3 separate regions of the Sus scrofa genome follow, and regions 1 and 2 are each linked to region 3. The links are chromatin contacts, called in public HiChIP or PLAC-seq maps. All regions are on one chromosome and are shown on one strand. The core of a region is the stretch at or near the end of the contact, and the rest is flanking DNA. Distances in the headings are between cores, read along the strand shown.

The links. HiChIP or PLAC-seq counts read pairs in DNA pulled down with a chosen protein or histone mark.
Region 1: an H3K27ac HiChIP or PLAC-seq map of skeletal muscle shows a contact between it and region 3, with 2.1 times the contacts expected there. The contact joins the promoter of CCDC13 here to the promoter of SEC22C in region 3. A contact is called at or near these places in 2 of 2 datasets of contacts at active chromatin or transcription factors (alveolar macrophages and skeletal muscle).
Region 2: an H3K27ac HiChIP or PLAC-seq map of alveolar macrophages shows a contact between it and region 3. The contact joins the promoter of HIGD1A here to the promoter of SEC22C in region 3. A contact is called at or near these places in 2 of 2 datasets of contacts at active chromatin or transcription factors (alveolar macrophages and skeletal muscle).

Annotation. Positions count from the first base shown.
Region 1 is chr13:26,264,348-26,267,047 of Sscrofa11.1, reverse strand. CCDC13 (coiled-coil domain-containing protein 13) reads left to right here and starts at 1,349. Exons shown (of 18, transcript XM_013981522.2): 1 at 1,349-1,645.
Region 2 is chr13:26,285,039-26,287,738 of Sscrofa11.1, reverse strand. HIGD1A (HIG1 domain family member 1A, mitochondrial) reads left to right here and starts at 1,405. Exons shown (of 4, transcript XM_003132140.6): 1 at 1,405-1,546.
Region 3 is chr13:26,105,316-26,108,015 of Sscrofa11.1, reverse strand. It overlaps SEC22C (SEC22 homolog C, vesicle trafficking protein), which reads left to right and starts at 1,275. Exons shown (of 7, transcript NM_001243553.1): 1 at 1,275-1,425.

The DNA of each region.
Region 1 (2,700 bases), core at 100-2,599, 160 kb before region 3:
CTCAAGGCAATGCCGGATCCTTAGCCCACTGAGCGAGGCCAGGGATTGAACCCACTGAGCCACAACAGGAACTCCCTAACTTAATTTTAAAAACAGACAAAGGATTAGAATAGACATTACTTCACAGAAGACATGTAAAAAGCTAACAAGCACAAGATGCTCAAAATCATTTATTAGGAAAAGGCTAATCACTACCATGATACATGGTACCGTGTAAGTGTGAAAAATAAAAATGGAGAACAGATTGGGGGTCACCAGGGGTTAGGGCCTTTGGGGCTGGGGAGGTAAGAAGGGGGTGTGGTCATAAAAGCCCAAAAAGAGGAATCCTTGTGATTTAAGTTGCAGTATCTTGATGATGCTGGAGGATACATAAACTTACATGTGATAAAACTGTACAGAACTAAACACACACAAACACATACACATACACAAAATGAATACAAGTAAAATTAGGGAAATCATAGTAAGATAGGTGGACTGTATCAACGTCAATATTCTGGTTGTGACATTGCACTAGCGTTCTGCAAAATGTGGTCTGGTGCCTCACCTTCAAACATGTCTATGGGATAAACGTATGAGGTAAAAAAGAAAAACAACCATGAGATATCTAAAGACTTTCAAATTATAAAGACCTTGGTAAATATTTGGAAACCTTTCTTGGATCTCTTTTCCTAGAAATTTGTCTCCCAACTCCATATAGCCTTGAATATAGTAGCGACTTAAATTGGGAAGTGTCTTTTTTAAAGCACACACAAGTGTTTTCCACTATGAAAATAAACCATGTTCACCATATTTTAAAACCTCTTAAGTGCAAAAATAAAAACACAGCACTGCAATTCCAGCGCCCGAATATAACCATTTTTACTTTTAGTATTTCTATGCATTACTCCCCAGTCTTGTTTGTGGTCCTAGTTTTAAAAAACACATCTTCACTTACTCAGCAGTTACTATTTTGTGTCCTGCCTTTTTCACTCACCGTTGCAAAATAACCTCTTCCCCACACTGTTCTATATTTTCCAAGACAGTCCGAATGGCTACGTCAAATTTCATGGTGGGATTACTCACTTTAATTCCCCCTCGGGACTGCGGGATGAACATCTCTGCGCAGAACGTTTGGCCCACAAAACTTTTAAAACACATTCCAGAAGCGAACTACTGGGCAACTTTAAAGTCTCAGACACAAGACGTCCTCTTGCAAGTACCACCGCGCCCATTCAATTACCGCCAAACCGGGACCACCCGCACCTCTAAACCTTTCCGAATTCCGTGTGCCCTCTCGGCCGCCGTAGACTCGTGATGACGTCACGCAGCGGCGTGGCTGGTTTCCCTGGTGACGGTTGCCAGGGTAGCGCTAGAAGGCGTCTAGAAGAGGTGACAAAGCTGCTGCAATCACAGAAAGGAGCAGCGGAGTGACCGCTGTAAGTGCAAGGGAAAGTGCAGAAGGGCCAGGCTGGAGCCAGAGAAGCTGGCTGGAGGCCGAGCGCGCTGCTGCGGGCCGGATACTCACTGCCTGTTGGGCGCAGAGCGAGGACGCAGGGAGAGGACTCACCTTCATTCGTTCTGTGAATCTTCACGCACAGCCTCCTTCCGTCTCCAGGCAGACATTCGTGTGCCGCGCGGTACAGGGGTTTGTGAGGAGCCGAGGGTGAGTCACCTGCCCAGAGTCACAAAGGTGGCATAGTCAGAATAACTGAGGTCTGCCTGACCAGCGCCCCTCCTGGTCTCAGCTATGGAGCCCTCCTGCACCACACTGAAGGTGGCGCTGAAATACTCCACTAGGCGGCATCCCTACCCCCATCTCCCAACCCCAGGGCCAGACCGCACAGGACAGGGACTTGGAGAACGGAGTCCCCCTGCACTGATGCTGGCCTGGCAGGCAGTCGAGCAGCTTGTCCTGCACTGTAGAGGGCGCACCAGTAGGCCTCTCAGCGGCTCTTCTCCACCCCCAGTACCCTAGGCTGTTGCTGGAAATACTCGACAAAAACAGTGAAAAGAGCGGCGAGGGAGGAGGAAAGAAGGGTAGGAAGCGGGCAGAGAAAGGAAGAGGGAAAGGGAAAAGATAGACTGATGAGGATAAGGACGTTTCTTGCCTGGAAGTCCCCTCAGCCTTTCTTCACCAGTCCTGGTTCCCTAAGCATTTAACTGCCTGAGGGATATTTGTTTCGCCGAAGGTACCAGAGAGGTGGGTAGGTGGTACTCTCCTCATCCCATGGCTCTAAATCCTTCCTGAGCTGTGAGTTCCTTCCCTACAGTCTTAGCCTTAACTTAAAAAAAAAAAAAATTAATTGATAGGACTTCATTTTTTAGAGCAGTTTTAGATTTTCAGAAACACTGAACAGTGTTTCTCTCTTTCCTCCATGATGAGCAGCTTGCATTGTCGTGATACATTTGTTATTGATAATACTATATATTAACTTTAAAAGTCCACAGTTTACAGTAGGGTTCACTTTTTGTATTGTACAGTTCTATGGGTTTTGCCAAATGCGTAATGTCAGGTGTCCACCACTAAAGTATCACACAGAATGGTTTCACTGCCCTAAACTCCCTGTGTTCCACTGTCCCAAACTCCCTGTGTTCCACTGTCCCTTCCTCCTTCCCTCTTCCCAGCCTCTGGCAACCATTGATCATTTTACAGTTTTGCCTTTTCTAGAATGTCATATGGTTGGAATCATACAGTTTACAGCTTTCCTTTCCAATCTA
Region 2 (2,700 bases), core at 156-2,655, 180 kb before region 3:
CTTTTATGGGCTACCTCTTCCGGGTCCATGCTTATCTAGTGGGACCGGAGTGACGTCAGGCAAGGTAGTAGATGCAGAAACAAGTTTACAGAAGCAGATGTGTGGGGAAGGGTGGTTAGGGGCAGACGGCTAGACTTTGCTTAGTCATCATGGCCGGAGTCTCTCCTTTCTGCATTTTTATCAGGACATTTTCTCCTACACTACTGGGTTAAGTCCTTTCTTCATTTAACAACACTAAGGTCCTGGAGTTCCCCTCGTGGCACAGTGGAAAGGAATCTGACTAGGAACCATGAGGTTGCAGGTTCCATCTCTGGCCTCACTCAGTGGTTAAGGATCTGGCCTCATTGTGAACTGTGGTGTAGATCGAAGACGCTGCCTGGATCTGATGTTGCCGTGGCTGTGTCTCAGGTCAGCAGCTGTAGCTCTGACTGGACCCCTAGCCCGGGAACCTCCATATACCACAAGTGTGATGCTAAAAAGCCAAAAAAACAAAAACAATACTAAGGCCCTAAGTGATCTGTGTTCAAGTAGATAACAGCATGAACTAGACAAAATAAGTGCCCTCAAGGAGCCAAAAGCACACCACACAACCAAGGTATGGAATTTCTAAATTATCATACACGGTATGAAAGCTTCCTACATGTGCCTTAACTCAATTATGAGACAAAAGATTTTCAAAATTCTGCACACATGACACCGAGCTCCTACCTGTAGGACAGAGCACTTGGCAGTCCACCTGGTTTGGTTCAGAGATTCTAATTTGGTCACAGATATAGTCCCCATGGTACATACAGTGCTTGAAACTTTGCACCAAATCGTCAGTTACTAATTACTCTACGATCAAATTAGGGGCACTGCCCCAGAAGTTTATTCTTACAAAGGGCCTCTGACACTTCCTTCCTTAGGTTAAGCCACCCCGGTCTGGGTGAGGTCACAGCTCCAGCGATCCTGTGCATGCAATTAATGGCCACCTCCCACTAGAGTGTAAGCGCCATGACCCGAGCTCCACAACGCACGTTCCCGGAGAATGACTGCCAGGCTTGGGAGTAGACCTAGCTACCCCAGCACCAAGGGCAGATATGGGCTCCCATCTCACTCGCAGCGTCGGGTGGACCCGGGTTGAACCCCCTCATAACCAGCCCCACCCAGCAGGCGCTCGGGATACAGCGTTCGAGGTGCTAGCCCCCACCGCGGCCCGAGGGGAAAAGGGCAAGGGTAATCTCAAGTACTGCCCCGCCGGAGGCCATGAGCCCTTGACCTTCCTCGGCCTAACCCCCGGCCACCGAACTCTAACCTCTGACGCGCTCCCCAAGTGAGAGCTCTGGCCGCGAAACCATGGCCCATACGCTTCGTCTCAGCCAATCCAAGCCCGGCTCCGGGCGGCCGCACCCACCACGCACAAGCACGCACCCACTCGCCCCGCCTCTGCGTGCCGGGTGCCGATTTCTGATTGGCTGAGGCCGGCCGTGGGCGGGATGGTGAGAAGCCGGCCAGACAGGCGTAGGACCAAAAGCAGTTTGGCGTTTGTGAGGTCTTGTTGTAGTCGGTAAGTGAAGTTTGCGGGGTTATTGGAAGCGGGAAACGTCAGGCCGTAGGACGGGAAGAAGTGAGGCCGCACTGGGCTGAGCTAAGAGCACCTTGAGTATCGTGGGACTGGGAATAGGGGGTGATTCCCGGGATGAAGGGTGCAATGTCTAGTTGGCTGGGCTCAGGCCCGACCTCGCGGTTCAGTGAGGGCTTGGGGTCCAAAGACAAGGCCTGACGCTCTGTCGGATGAGGGCACACGGAGGATGGAGCAAAGTCTGAGAAGCTCACGGATGGGGCTGGGGAGGAAGTGGGCTGGGGCCGACTGTGGGGAGCGGGTAGCCCTGAGAGCGGGGGTGAGGAGGGATTGAGAGGAAGAGCGCTCCCGCATGGAGTCCTGACAAGGTCACAGGAAGGGATGGGAAGGAGGTTTGAAGGGTTGAGGGGAGGGCGAAAAGCACAAGACCTTCCCGTTTTCGACTTTCTCTTCTCCCTCATCTCTCGTGTTCCCTCCTACCCTGGCGACCCTCTCCTGCTGCAAGAAAGTAAGGCCCAGGGCTTATATTGAGAGCATCTGTGGCGGGATTTACATTTCTTCCTGAAAGTAAGCCTGCCAAATTAGAGATTACAAAATTTAGCACAGGATTACAACTGGGAACAGCCAAAATTATTCGGCGGTTTATTCACCTGTCTTTTTTTATGTTACCGATGCTAGAAGCAGCTGTTTCCTCTTCGGTTGAATTTCTGCGGAAGGTATGCTTCCGGAAGTGCTCAGGCACTCTCAGCAGCTTTGGATGAAAAGTTTTGACGGACTGAAGTGGTACTAGGCCCCAGCATGACAATTGTGTTTGAGTTCTGTGTACCAGGGGTTCTCTTATTTCCCTGTGCATGAGAATAACTTGAAGGGGCCCTCTTAAAATAGATTACTTGTACTCTGCCCCCAGACCATCTGAATCAGAATCTCCAGGGTGGGGCCTTTGCAGCCATTTTAAATAAGCTGACAGGTGACTAATGCAAAATCAGAATTTGAAACCACCGTTGTACTAATTCTTGTGACCAAAATGACAGGTTGTGAAGATCTTTTAAGCTGTTAAATCAGATCTCCTGATGCCGGGCAGCTCACCTTCCTAAAGGTGTCTGTTTTAGGTTCCCATGCATTTAGAAATAAGTAATGCA
Region 3 (2,700 bases), core at 26-2,525:
AGGTTTACTCTTTGCTGAGAGAGGAACTCCCATGAAGGCCTTTTTTTTCCCTTTAGGCATTAATAATGCTTAGAAGATTTACAACCCTAAAAAAGCACTATCATCTTCTCCATTTTATAAGGAGAGAGAGGTTAAGTAACTGGCCCAAAATCTCATATAAGGGCAAAGCCAGTATCTGAACAGAAGCGGTTCTGGCTTTGGATCTCTTGCCTAGTTAGCTACTACTTGGCCAGAGTCACGTTCTCAAGGAATCTTCCTTAACCTCCAAGTTTAGGTCAAAAGCTGTAAATTTTCACAAAAAACGTGCTCCTCTCAGAAGAGCAACATAGCTCAGTTTGTATTTATTTATTTATTTATTGTCTTTTTTTTCTTGGGCCGCTTCCGCGGCATATGGAGATCCCCAGGCTTGGGGTCAAATCGGAGCTGTAGCCACCGGCCTACACCAGAGCCACAGCAACGCGGGATCCGAGCCGCGTCTGCGACCTACACCACAGCTCAAGGCAACGCCAGATCGTTAACCCACTGAGCAAGGCCAGGGATCAAACCCGCAACCTCATGGATCCTAGTCGGATTCGTTAACCACTGCGCCACGGCGGGAACTCCTCAGTTTGTATTTAAACACGTGTTGCGACTGTGGGATAGGTGCTCTCACTCAGCTCTCCTCTTTTAACATAGTTTTTAGTGTTTGGCGTTTCTTGCTGTGTCCCCAGTGCCTGGCATAGTGTCTGGCACGCAGGAGGTGCTCAAAATTTGTTGAATGAATAAATAGAGGTCTTCCTTATTTCCTTTCAGCCGGCCATCGGTGACTACGTCCAGCCCCAGACTGGGGTGTGTCCCTCCGGGTCGGACTTTAACACCTCATCCAAGCTGGCAGGACGCTGTGCTCTTTGGTTTGCCTATCTCGGGCCTCCAGCCTAGCCGCCCAGACAGCTGAACTCGCCGCCAGGGCGTGTCGCGTCGTCACGCAGAACCTCCCTGCTTCTACCCATCAGTCCCGTCCGCTACCCCGACAGGAATCGAGCTTAAACTACGAAATTTCGTCGCACCTCCGGACGTGGGGATCACAATCTTGGACCTCAGACCCACTCGGGTGAGAGCTGAGAGATGGGGGTGAAGTTGGTGCGCCTCAGGCACGCCCCCTCTATGTTTGGGTCGCAGCCCTTTAAGAACCACTTCATTCACGACTCTGTCGGGACCCGGTAATGGATGCGCTCCAGGATTGGTCGGTTCGGGTGTAGGTGTTGCTCAGCAGCAGCAAATGGGGGGGGCTCAAGATTGGCGCATGCGCACCTCCGCCTACCTGCGCCTGGGCCGCCGGGGACCCGGGCTGGGGCAGCCGGATGGGCTAAGGTTGCGGAGGAGGCGGTGGGTGGTGCGGCGGCGCGCGGGAGGGCGCCGACACCCTGAGGCCGCCGTCGGGGCGAGGTGAGGGCTGGAGGGCAGAGGTGGGCAATGCGGTCCGTTAGCCAGGAGCAGGCGGGGTCGGGTGTGGCGCAGGGCGGGCCTGGAGGTGGAGGGGGCCCCTCCCCCGGGCCCGCCCCGCCATCAGGCCCAGCTTAGTTTTTCAGAGCTTCGTGGGGCTTCCAGGAGACTTCAGTCCTGCTTTGTGCTGCCGGCTGCTCTCCTGACTCCGGGACAACCCGAGGTGCGCGCTTGCAGGAACCCACAGCTGCCCGATGCGCGTCGAGCGCTGCCTCCAGTAGGAGGAGACGGGGTGTGTCCAAACGAAAGAAGGGGTGATTATTTTCTTAATTATCCACGAACCTCACGTCAGAGTGTTGTTTAACTTTAATGGCAAACTCCCGTTAGCTTGCCGATTATTGGATTGGATTTACCAGATGTTGGGTGCAGCAGACCAGCTTTTCTGAACATCAGGTGTATGAGGTGATGTACATTTGTGTCCTGTTATAGGGTTACATCTAGGCCTCCAGAGCCAGAAGTACTAAGCATTCCAGGAAAAATTAGGTTTGTAGAAATCAAAGACACAAAAGAATATTCTCAGAGGTGAAAAGTGGTGAAATTTGTGACATGATCAGAAAAGAAATAAAGCTCAGACAATAGACAGTAAATCTTCATTAAACTGTGCAAAGAAAGGAATTAATCCTGATACAGGTAATTTTAGTAAAATGGAAATGTAAATAATTGGAAGTGCTTTTATATTGCTAAATAGAATAAAGTCGACACATAATAGTTTATGTGGAAAATACACACAGATGGGGTTGTAATAGCTCTCAATGTTTGTATTTAGGACATAGAGGACATTTGGGGTCCTAAAGCTTTTTATTCTTAGAAGGAGCCGTAGAGATCCTTCTAAGGATTTGGAAAGGTGACTGATGGTCAGAGAGGAAAACTGATTACCCAAAGTAATGCAGTGAGTAAGGAGCAGTGGTAACTAGTACAACCCTAGGCCTGAACTTCTTTTATTAACAGGTCTCTGATTAGTTCTAAGTATTAGTGCTCCAGGGGAAGGAATTGTTTTAGACAAACAGAGTAGCTATAATCCCAAAGACTGGATTTAAAGAAGCAGTGTGTAATGGAAAGATCATAGACTTTCTAGTATTTTGAATAAGGAAGTTTTAGGTGGAAAACTGGTTCTGTCACTTGAGCCTTGGAGCTACAGTTTTCTCATCTGTCCAAAGAGATTATGCCTACCTCAGAGATAGTTATGAGCATTAAATATCACTGTCAGTACAAAAGTTC